Linked DNA regions of Sus scrofa: all the other regions are linked to region 3. The links are chromatin contacts, called in public Hi-C and promoter capture Hi-C maps. All regions are on one chromosome and are shown on one strand. The core of a region is the stretch at or near the end of the contact, and the rest is flanking DNA. Distances in the headings are between cores, read along the strand shown. Region 1 holds the start of MAP1LC3B (microtubule associated protein 1 light chain 3 beta). Region 2 has its middle 42 kb from the start of C6H16orf95. Region 3 holds the start of MTHFSD (methenyltetrahydrofolate synthase domain-containing protein). Region 4 holds the start of LOC100624067 (cytochrome c oxidase subunit 4 isoform 1, mitochondrial).

What was found. Promoter capture Hi-C pulls out the DNA fragments that hold promoters and counts their contacts. Hi-C and Micro-C count contacts between places; a contact is called where the count stands out from the background.
Region 1: a contact with region 3 is called in a promoter capture Hi-C map of liver, with 5 times the contacts expected there. The contact joins the promoter of MAP1LC3B here to the promoter of MTHFSD in region 3. A contact is called at or near these places in 1 of 5 promoter capture datasets (liver) and 3 of 47 Hi-C or Micro-C datasets (embryonic fibroblasts, heart right ventricle and omental adipose tissue).
Region 2: a Hi-C map of fetal liver shows a contact between it and region 3, with 2.2 times the contacts expected there. The contact joins the enhancer-like site here to the promoter of MTHFSD in region 3. A contact is called at or near these places in 20 of 47 Hi-C or Micro-C datasets (alveolar macrophages, brain, embryonic fibroblasts and 13 more) and 1 of 2 datasets of contacts at active chromatin or transcription factors (skeletal muscle).
Region 4: a promoter capture Hi-C map of liver shows a contact between it and region 3, with 8 times the contacts expected there. The contact joins the promoter of LOC100624067 here to the promoter of MTHFSD in region 3. A contact is called at or near these places in 2 of 5 promoter capture datasets (fetal skeletal muscle and liver) and 1 of 2 datasets of contacts at active chromatin or transcription factors (alveolar macrophages).

What each region holds. Positions count from the first base shown.
Region 1 is chr6:1,939,641-1,942,379 of Sscrofa11.1, forward strand. It overlaps MAP1LC3B (microtubule associated protein 1 light chain 3 beta), which reads right to left and starts at 1,429. Exons shown (of 4, transcript NM_001190290.1): 1 at 1,266-1,429. The coding sequence starts at 1,305.
Region 2 is chr6:2,037,153-2,039,852 of Sscrofa11.1, forward strand. No RefSeq gene overlaps it. Among named protein-coding and RNA genes, the nearest start is that of C6H16orf95, 42 kb to the left of the region's middle. Within about 2 kb of position 1,374, at least 13 of the 83 cell types and tissues checked have an H3K27ac peak or open chromatin away from gene starts, as enhancers often do. A contact at or near this core is called in fetal liver, where this site is marked.
Region 3 is chr6:2,559,676-2,562,443 of Sscrofa11.1, forward strand. It overlaps MTHFSD (methenyltetrahydrofolate synthase domain-containing protein), which reads left to right and starts at 1,466. Exons shown (of 8, transcript XM_003126813.4): 1 at 1,466-1,574. The coding sequence starts at 1,559.
Region 4 is chr6:3,136,230-3,138,929 of Sscrofa11.1, forward strand. It overlaps LOC100624067 (cytochrome c oxidase subunit 4 isoform 1, mitochondrial), which reads right to left and starts at 1,390. Exons shown (of 5, transcript XM_021093705.1): 1 at 1,233-1,390; 2 at 26-99. The coding sequence starts at 98. EMC8 (ER membrane protein complex subunit 8) reads left to right here and starts at 1,401. Exons shown (of 5, transcript XM_003481777.4): 1 at 1,401-1,938. The coding sequence starts at 1,708.

The DNA of each region.
Region 1 (2,739 bases), core at 179-2,678, 620 kb before region 3:
AATAATATTCACGAATGTCTGCTTAGTTGGCGAAAGTCACTAAAGAGAAAATTTCTTCAAAAAAACAAAAAACAACACAACCTGTCTCAGCCTTGTAACCAATCAACTGCCTCAAGAGGCTGAAAGGCTACCCTGGGCAGGTGCAGGTCGTGGTGAATCTCATTTACTGGAGCTTCTCAGGCACAAGAAATGAAGTCATTATCCATCATTATCTCGTTATCAATAATGAGATCGACAAAACCATCTCCAAACTCAAGGGAACGCTCAGCTCTTGAGACTCTGGGCAAGTGGACCGTCGCAGAGGAGCAGTATCGCTGCTCAAGATCCTACAGCAGATTAGATTAGGGCAGGAAACTCACGGCGACAAGGCAGGAAGGAAGGCTGGTCCCGCCCGACTCCACCTGGCTTCCCAGAGCTGCGACAAACAAGCCCCACACATGGACATCCAGGGACGCCGCGGTGTTATTGCAGAACTGACCCCACGTGCTTAAAAGGAGGAGTAAGCATTGCACGGGTATGACTACCCATCACTTCCTTCCCATGGCTCTGTGCGCAGGAGTAAATACTGCGATGGCACTGCTACTTTCAGTGTCCATCGAGGGCCTGTAACCTAAGTGGCGATTCTACCCGAACCGGGAGAGAACCGCTTCGCTGCGGTGTCACAGAATGCTGTCTGTCGCGGGCCAGGTAGAAAAGCCACCCACCCTGGCCCGGGTGCCCCAAACAGGATCCAGTCGGGGCTGCCCGGGAAGGGGCGGGCGCGAGGACGGCGGCCTCGGAGTCGCTCCTCTCCGCCGAGGCCCAATGTGCTCAGGTTCCACGCGCGACCCTCACCTGAGGGGCGGCTCAGCAGGAGACGACTTCCTTGCACACTCGGTGCCACCACTTCAGAGTACGGGCGCCAGCCGGGGCCCGGGCCAGCCGCCCCCACAAGACGACCCTCCCGGGCACGGCGCGGCCTGGTCGTAGGGGCCGTCAAGGGCCGGAGGGCCCAAGTGGGTGCGTGTCACAGGCTGCCCGGGGCCAAGAGGTGATTCAGCAGCGCCGCGTCTCGGCGCCCTCGGCCCCGGGCCCCGGGCCCCGCCGCCCCGCCGCTCCTCGGCCCCCAGGCCGGGCCCTCCGGCCGTCCCCGCCTCAGCCCCGCAACGCTCGGCGCCCGCTTCGGCCCCCCAGCGCCCCGAGGCCCGGCAGCCCTCGGCCGGTCTCCGCCTCCGGAGCCCCCCCAGCCCCCGGCCTTCTGTCGGCGGCCGGCCCGCGGCACCCACCGAAGGTTCGGCGCTGTTTGAAGGTTTTCTCGGACGGCATGTCGCGGCAGGCTGGGCGGCGGCGAAGCGGAGTATCCTGCGATTCCAAGAGGCGGTGGCAGCGGTGGCGGCTCCGACACTGGCGACAGCAGCTTCTCTTGTGTCTCCTCAGCCCGTAGCCGCGTCAGGTGACCCGCGCGGCGTCCCGGGAGGCGGGGCAAGGGGCGGGCCGACGCCGCCGCCATGGCGGGTGTGGCGGAAGGGGGCCCCGCGAGTCGCCTGGGGAAGGGGCGAGGCGCGGGCGCGGTGGGGAGCGTCCCGTGCGCATGCGTACGCGCTGGCCATGGGAGCGGGGACGGACGCGCGCGCCGCGAACACGCGCGGTGTTGGCCCTTCTTCTGTTCCTGCGGGGATCACTGTCGAGAAAAATGTCTCCCCCTGAAAATAAGGGAGCGTTGTGCCCCTGCCTCTTGAGAGCTCATGTCTAGGAGCTGCTGGTTCTTTCTTTGCCGCTGGCTTTCCTCATCAAGCACATCGCAGTTTTCTTTTCTTCTTAAAGGAAACTGTCCACTTAAAGACACATTGTTCCAACTACGAAAAGAACCACAGCGGCATTATTTCAGGTTATGGTCAGTGGAGTCCGGCCTTGGAGCCTGTGATTTCTGGATGCCCCAGAGCGCTGGGATTTCTGTTGTCAAGTAAGTAAGCCATTGGCAGCACCTGCACTGACCAGGCAACGTTCATTGCCTTTCACTCACCTCTGTGGCTTTTTTTTTTTTTGTCTTTTTGCCATTTTTTGGGCGGCTCCTGCGGCATATGGAGGTCCCCAGGCTAGGGGTCCAATCGGAGCTGTAGCCGCCGGCCTACACCACAGCCACAGCAACCCGGGATCCAGAGCCGCGTCTGCGACCTACACCGCAGGTCACAGCAATGCCGAATCCTTAACCCACGGAGCAAAGCCAGGGATCGAACCCGCAACCTCATGGTTCCTAGTCGGATTCGTTAACCACTGCGCCACGGCAGGAACTCCTCACCTGTGTTGTATTGAAGGACGATTTCCCAGTTACCTTGAATAAGTAACCATTTCCTGGGTCTCAGCGTCATTTGCAAAAGGGCAACAATATTTTTAAAACTCCCAAGTGTTTTCTAAGAAGCTAATGAAAGTGGCGTGATAAAATATAGATGACTATCAATATTTAGTTATGAAATTGTTATTGCCCATCTCAAACATCTGATAAATATGTATCTATGAACATCACTTTATTCTTTCGCTGTTTTTGCTCTTTAATATTGCCAATGAAATTAATCAATGAACAATAAATAGTAAGAATAGAAAAAAACTTTTATTTGACCCAAACTGAGGACTAGCCCAGAAGCCTGCTTCCCAGATTACTCTGAGGAGCTGCTCCAGAGAAGCAGGGTTTTAGCGTAGTTTTTTATCTTGCCTGCACAAAGAACATTAAACAAGTCAGGGTTTCTAAAAAAGAACATTCGA
Region 2 (2,700 bases), core at 124-2,623, 520 kb before region 3:
CAACACCAGATCCACCTACACCACAGCTCACAGCGATGCCAGATGCCTAACCCACTGAGCGAGACCAGGGATCGAACCCCAGTCCTCATGGGTACTAGTTGGGTTCATTAAGCACTTAGCCACAATGGGAACTCCAGACAAACCTAATTTGAAGGACATTCTGCACAATAACTGACCCCAGACAGCCCAGGCAGACTGAGGAATGTTCCAGGTGAGAGGAGACTAAAGGGACAGGGTAGTGGAATGCAGTGTGTGTTCTGGGCTTTTCTTTGGATGTTTTTGGGACAGTGGGTGAAATCCAAGTAAGGCCTGTGGATTAGTGACATTATATCAAAGCTGATTTCTCTATTTTGAGATGCTTTCCAACTGTAGTTGGAAAGAGAATATTCCTCTTTAAAGACACTCATGTTAAGTACATAGAGGCTGAAGGCATCGCATCTGTGCGGCAGCTTACTCGCTAATGGCTCTGAGAAGAAGTGTGCAAGAGAAAATGAGAAGGCCGATGTGGGAAGGTGTTGACACTGGAGGTGTCCAGTTTAAGGGCACCTGGGATTTTTTATACTATTCTGAATTTTTTTTTGCTAGTCTGACACTATAAAAATAAAAAGTCTTAAACAAAAAGAATCTTCCCCTTATTTATTTATTTTTTGTCTTTTGTCCTTTTATGCTCGCAGCAGCAGCATATGGAGGTTCCCAGGCTAGGGGTCCAATCGGAGCTGTAGCCGCCAGCCTACACCACAGCTCACAGCAACGCCAGATCCTTAACCCACTGAGCGAGGCCAGGGATCGAACTTGAGTCCTCATGGTTCCTAGTCAGATTTATTTCCGCTGTGCCATGACGGGAACTCCCAAGAATCTTCCCCCTTAAAAAAACATAACATACCCAAGGACCTCTGCACTGTCACCAACAGGGTGTTTGATGTGCTAGTTGGCTTTCTCTCCTGTCATGGCCACCCGGCTGTCCCCGGGATGGCCATCAGAGCACTCTTAAACAGCGCCAAGCTCCTGCCCCTCTCAGCCGCCCTCCCTGCAGGCCTCTGGCAGCCTTTCTTCCTGAGCTGCTGGTACAAACAGGTCCTGTGTGGGGTATGTCCTGGGTTCCCGGTATTTAATCTTCACATTGGCCCTGATCTTATTTCTGTTTTTAGTTGAGGAAACAGGCTCAGAAAGAGGACGTCAAGGCTAAGTTTGAAAGCGGGTGTGTCCTGCTCTGTTCTTGGGCACTTCGCCTCCCCTTCCCCTGCATCTTGTTCTCTCCTTCAGTTGTTTCTCATCTGTCTTCCCAGCCTCAGCTCCTAATTGAGGGAAGGCCCTCATTCTGTTCTGCTCACTGGTGTGTTCCGAGGACCTGGCTCAGTGCCTGCCCTGTGGCAGGAACTCTGTAAATATCTCCCGGATGAAAGGCCATCATGAGGCTCAGCACACATAGTACACGCCCCTGGGGTTGAACCTCGGCTCAGATCCTGCTTCTGCTACTGAGAAGCTGTGTGACCTTGGATAAATTAACCTCCCTGGAATACATTTCTGAATCTATGAAATACAGATTCTCCCTCTGCCTCATAGGGGTTGTGGTGACAGAGCTGACGCACCAGAGTGCTTATTGCAGTACCTGGCATTGTGTAGACACTCCGTCCATATTTACTGAATGAACACATGAATGAAAGTTTCAAGAGGCCTCCATCTCTGGGTGACCCTGGCTCCTCCTGTAGCAGTGTTTATTGGGAGCAATGTGGAGGAACCTACCTGGAGACTTTAACTTCTGTTTCAAACCACGTGGAACTGTTATCTATATATTTATTTGTGTATTTCCAGTGTCTCCCCCTCCAGTGTGTGCTGGGCTGGAGGGGAAGCCTGCCTGCCTTGTTCAGGCTGTACCCCCGGCATGCCCACGGCTGTGGTTGAGAGTAGGCAGGCCTGCGTGCTGGTTGACTCAGCTCCTTTCACTTCCTGAAGTATTTCCTGGGGCTCCCCCTGTGCCAGGTCCTGTACTGGGCACTGAGCACCTGCCTTCCTGCCCTTGATTTCTTCCCCAGGCCCCCAACTTGGCTGTCGGTCAGGGCTCCCTTAGCCTGGTCCTTCCCCATAGAGCTTGCCCTGGACTGCTCTCCTGGTCTTAGGAAGCCCTGTGCCCTCTGGCTCACAGCCCGTTCGGTACTTGACTTTTGAAATATGCTGCTGGGCAGCTCTGAAAGGTCCCATTATCGCAGCTCCTGCAGCAGATAAGTGAGTGCACAGAGGCCAGTCCAACCTCCTTTCCACACCTCATGTCTATTCCTGAATGGGACTGAAGAGGCTAAACTGCTCAAGAGATCTCTGCAGGGCCAGGTCGCTGGACACCTCGAAGCTGGGAGCCCGTAGTCCTATGCTTGCTTGCCAGTAGGTGGCGCTGTCACACATTTTATGGGCAGGGAGGTGAAGGAGAGCAGCGCAATCTCGGTTTTATTCCCTAGTTTGACTTTAAGATGGGGGAAATCTTGGGCAATTGGACTAGTTTTCTGGAAGAAAAAGATTCTGAAAATGAGTTAAAAATTTCGATCAGGTTCTGTATCTGAATTTTGAGTTCTGCTTCTGTAAGGACTTGTCTTAGAGGTCAGAGTTTTTTTTTTTTTTTTTTTTTTGTCTTTTGTCTTTTTTGTTGTTGTTGTTGTTGTTGCTATTTCTTGGGCCGCTCCCTCGGCATATGGAGGTTCCCAGGCTAGG
Region 3 (2,768 bases), core at 216-2,715:
CAAGGTCAGAAGTGACACGTGTCACTTCCGTTCACAATGCCTTGGCCTGAGCTGAACGCATGGCCCCAGTACACCACGGGCTGGGGAAGTGTGGTCTTCTCTGTGCCCAGGCAGATGGGCAAGCTGACATTCATTTAGTGGCCTCATGTCTGCCATACATGCCCTACCCACCCAGGCAGCTGGTGACCCTGCCTTGTTTCTGTCTGCAGCCCCCGTGCTTTGCATGGTACCTTGGAGCATAATAGGTGCACAAGAGGTGTTTACTGAATGAATGTATGACTTTTCCAAAACCTTCCTCCCTAATCAATGAGGGAAAAGGTCATGCATGCATACCGGGTGCCAAGATGTTCTACTCCTGACATCTCATTTAATCGTCTTTTGGGGTAGGTACTGTTAATGTCACCATTGTACAGGTGAGGAAACAGCTCTAGAGATCTTAAATAACTAACACCCAATTTTCAGCTACAAGTGAGGGAATCAGAATCTCATAACTCATTACTTTACTGCCTCTTTGAGATTAGGGTTACGGTCTTGGAAATTAGAGGCAATTTAAAAAGTTAAAATAGAAATATCTATATAAAATAGTCTATATGGAAATATACGTTTATATAATTTCAAAACCATATATACACACAGTAGTCACAGTAGTGTATTCACGAAGGCTTCTGAACACATGACTCAATGTCTATGAAATTTAGCTTTTTATATTACCAACTTGCAAGCCTGTAATTAACCCTGTGGCATACAAGGATTCAAAATCAGAGCCTGCAGAAAGCAGACTGCTCCCTGGGAGGTGCAGACAGGGCTTTGATTGTAGGACAGGGCAGGGAGAGAGAGAGGTGAGGAGACCCCGCTTTTCACGGAGATTGCAGACTGTGGGATGGATGTTCCGGGCCCCCGGGAATCACCATCCGACCTCAAAGTGACCACCGGGTGCCATGGCGACGAGAAGCGAGGCTCCAGGGGGGCCTGTACAGGATGGACTGAAGCCTGGAAGCACAGAGCAGCTCCCCAGGCGGAGGGGACTCTTCTGGCTTTTCGGGAGCCAGCCTTTGTTGTTATTGAACTAGTCATACTTTTCGGAATTGTGTGTGTGTGTGAGGATAGTGCAGGGAGAAGTCGAGGAGCAGAAAACAATGTCGTGTGCCACGTCTAGCGTCTCAGAAGAGAGGAACCGCATCATGGGCGAGGAATCCAGGCGGCGTCCAGGAAGAAGGCGGCCCCCTGGGGAACCAAAAGAGGAGGTGGGTGTGTTCGAATTGGCAGTGGGCGCTGAGAGGCCAGGGGCACGGGACACCCCAGCCACACCCCGCAACGCCCCGCAGACGCCTGCGGGAGCAGGCGCTCAAGACGGTTCCGGTCCAAGACCTAAGGCTCAGGCTCGCGGAGTTGCACGCGCACGCGCCCTGCAGAACGTTCCCACCAGGCCTCCGCGGCGGCGCCACGCCCCTCACCCCCCCGCTGCAGCCAGTGCGCAGGCGCGGGGAGAACGCGCGCGGGTGACGTCATTTGGAGCCGGACTCCGCCGGGGAAGGTGTCGCGCTCTGACGGCGTCGCCATGGAGCCCAGCGCGGGTGAGGCGCCGCCGAGGGGCTCACCTGAGAGACGCGCGCGGGGCGCGGAGGGGCCGCCCGGGGTGCGGCAGAGGGCCCGACAGAGGCAGGCGGGGACTTGGAGAGGCAGGTGGGGTCGCAGCGGGGTTTGGAGTTGACCCTGCGGCGTGTGAGGACCGGACGCCCAAGCTGGTCGGTGGACCAGGTGGGACAAGAGCTAGGAGGGCTGTCTTGCGGGCACCTGGTGGTGTCCTTGCGGCCCCGTGAGGTCTGCCTCCCGTGTCGTCCGCGGCAGTGGAGGCTCACTGCTCTTGGCCGGGCAGGACTGGAATTAACCGGAACGCTGGGACGTTGCACCGCCGACCTCTTAACGACCGCTTTCCGAGATCTCGTGGCTCTCCTAGGTCCTGGGGAGGCTCGCCCCAGAGCCCCCGAGCTTTGGAGATTGACGGCCGGGTTGCCGGGCAAAGCTGTTCCTACCCAGGGTCTGTTACAGGCGGGTGCCGCAACTGTGAATAACCCCCTCCTCCCTTCCTGCACCGGCGGCACGTGAACAGCGCAGTTAGCAGGTGCTGAGAGTTTAGGGAGAGGGGTAACGAAGAGCTGGAGACGCCTGCTGCTCTCGGGACTGAGCTCTGGGCTAGAGGTTCAAGGAGGAGTGAGACCTGGGCTCACCTGATGGGCAGTTACGGAACAGGGTGTATTTCCACATTACTTTATGTCGCCTTTTATCATCTTAATCCTTTCCCACGTTTTGGTACCTTTCCAAGGGCAAAGGACCTGCCTTTTAGTCTCCCCCTCCCTCACAATTAGCTCGTTGCTTTCTAAATGGGAGTAAGCGCCATGTTTGTGATTAATGGACCCCAGAACGAGGGACCCAGTCCTTCCATGCCTTACGTCGCACACAGCCTCCTGCATGGCGTTGGGGATGGCGTGGGGCCTCTGGGCTGTTAGTGAAAGTGGTAAGGTCATAGCCTTGTAATAGTTGGTCAGTGTAACGGCTTTCGTTTGAAAAAGCAAGTGGGGAGGAGGCTCTGGGCTCCTCCTGTGGGAGGTTCCTAAAGGAGGGATGTCTGTCTGTGACCTAGCGCCCGGAGAGTGCTTTCTGGGCAGGCGAAGGAAGGGAGGAGAGGAGACACAAAGGCCTGAAAGAACAGGGGGGCGGGTGTGTGGGGCCAGAGACCAATAGTGGTGGGATACTTTTTGGATGGAGGA
Region 4 (2,700 bases), core at 140-2,639, 580 kb after region 3:
CAGAGCAAAAAGACGTTACACTTACCATGTGCTCGCACACACACCGAGGTGGAAATTGCTCGCCTGCCAATGAGGTTAAATACTCTGGTAGCCAACATCCTGAAAGATAAAAATGTACCCTTTCTATGAATGAGAGTAAACACCTACCAGGCAAGAGTCTCCTTTTTGCCCCAGTGCATTTTGGGAGTCACTGGAGTTCCTTTTTTTCTTCCCAACATAACTGATCTCTCAATTCACACCTAGGATGAGGTTTGTTTTTTTTCTTTTCTCGGCAGTCAACACGCCTTAGTGGAGCTGCGTTATAAACCAAGCACTGTAACATGTACACACTTTAAGCAATTCGTAGAACAGTGGCTTTCTTAAAAAGCAAAGAGAAAAAAAAAATTTAAAGGAGACTCTGAAAAAGACAGAATCCGCTCCCCTTTGTGGGCCCCATTGTTTAGAGAGAAAAGATAAATAGGTCAAAGGGACTGTGACAGGCACTGCGTTCACCGTTTGGTTAAAAACCCCATAGGTGCAATCAACAGAAAAGCGAAACCTGGAAGAAAGGCTGCAAGCAGGGTCCCCGTGCATTTCCAATCCCTGCAGGACCATAAATGCCCTGGATGACTCACCTCTCACCTGCACCTTTCCTGAATCTAGCCCATTTCCCCTACCTACCGGTCCCTTAGAACTGCACCTTTCAAGGGACTGTTAACAATGAAAAGGACCTCGAATGACTTCCAAAAATACCCATCACAGGCAGAATAAAGAGAAGCATGACGTCAGGATCGAACTGGCTCCCGTCTCCCACAGTTTCTCCCAGGGCCTGGCCCGCGCGTGGGCGGATGCTGAGCGCCTTCCAGGCCGGGAAGCCGAGCCCCTTCTCCGGAGCACCGTTCTGCCCGGAGCGGTGGCAAAGCTCCGTCTAATCGGGTGGCCGGGAGGCCGCAAGGCGACCTGCCCTCGGGCCGGCGCCCGCGGCCAGCGGACGCTCAAGGTCAGAGCCGGAAGCCAGCCCGCGGCCGCGACAAGTAAAGCGGCGATGGGCCGGGTGCTTCTGGCCGGCACATAGGCTGCGACACGGCAGCCCCCGAGACCAGAGCCCCCGCAGGCCGACCTCAATGTCACCGGGATCCGAGGCCCAGCCGCCGATTCCTGCTGGCGCCGGGCGGCGAGCACGCAAACCCGAGGGTTCCCGGCGCCCGACCCGCCAGCGCCTCGTAGCGTGAACCGGCCGCCGCCCGCCTCACCTGCCTCGGTCGCTCAGCACTGCCTCGGCGCCTGTCGCGACCGCCCTCTACGCCCCGGCTGCCCGCGACCGGAAGAGAGCGCGACCCTGCCGCGGAGCACCACGGGATCGAGAGGGGACTCCACCCCGCGCCCGGCCGCGCCGAAGGTCACAGGACCGGAAGTGGAGAGGGCCGCGAACGTCGTAAAACGCCGGGCCGGGGTGCTTTCCGGCGGACAGTGGGGGACCGCTTTCCGGCGGCGCGGGCGAGAAGAGCGACTGGAGGCTGAGGCGGGCGAGTTGGTTTCTACCCGGCGGGAGCCAGCGTCCGAGGAACCGGAACCGAGTGGGGCCGGGCCTGCGGAGGTCTCCAGAGCCGCGAGCCCGCGCCGGGCAGCCGCTGCCTCGTCCTGCTTCTCCCCTGAGGCGCCGCGCGGCTGGGAGGCGGATCCAGGCCTCGGCCGGCGCCGGGCCTTCGGGGCCCTCCCGGGCTCAGCATGCCCGGGGTGAAGCTGACCACCCAGGCTTACTGCAAGATGGTGCTCCACGGCGCCAAGTACCCGCACTGCGCCGTCAACGGACTGCTGGTGGCCGAGAAGCAGAAGCCACGCAAGGAACACCTCCCCCTGGGCGGCCCTGGCGCCCACCACACCCTCTTCGTGGACTGTATCCCCCTTTTCCACGGCACCCTGGCCCTCGCCCCAATGCTGGAGGTGGCCCTCACCCTGGTAAGCGTGGGAAGGGGCCTGCCTCGGAATCAGCGGGACAGGAGACGGGCTGGCGATTGGCTTCCGAGCAGTCCTAGCTGGAAGCTCACAGTGGTCCGGCCGGAGTCCAGACCCGCCCCCGAGGTCGCCGTGACCATGAACGGAGGACCCGCGAAGGCAGATAGGTTTTCCCTGCATTTAGCACGCGCCCGGTAGGCGGCCGCTAGCAGTAGCCGCAGCCAAGGGAGATGCCGTAACCGTCCTGGGTGGCATTAGAGGCGCTTTGGGCGACAAGTAGTACATTAATTTTCTCAAGCCAGTAGCTTTTATAGAAGCAAGCTGTCATTAACTGAGTAATGATTCGATAGCGTTTGTAGTTGGGATTTTGAGTTGCCGGAAGTTTTGACGCTGCGGTTTGGCTCTTGAGCAGCTTCACGTGTAGGGATCCGTGTCTGGCGTGTGCATAAAGATTGTGATTCCTCCGATGTTACTGCCCCAGACTCCCAGGATGGAGACACGCTTAGAAAGGCAGCGTTGGCATCATGGGCACTGTTGCCCTAGAATGCACGTGAGGACTCTGTAAGAAGAGGTTGTCTGTCCCCCTTAGTGACAGCTAGAGTAACTGGTGGTTTTAAAAGCTGGAGCTGATGTGCCTGCCGGCCAGCACATTTCTGTGTGTCTGCTTAGGACTGCTTCATTGAAGTACAGTGGGAAAAGATGTGTCAGACAGACAGACAGACTGGCTGGTCATTGAATCCTAGGCAGTAGCCTTCCCGGAAAAAA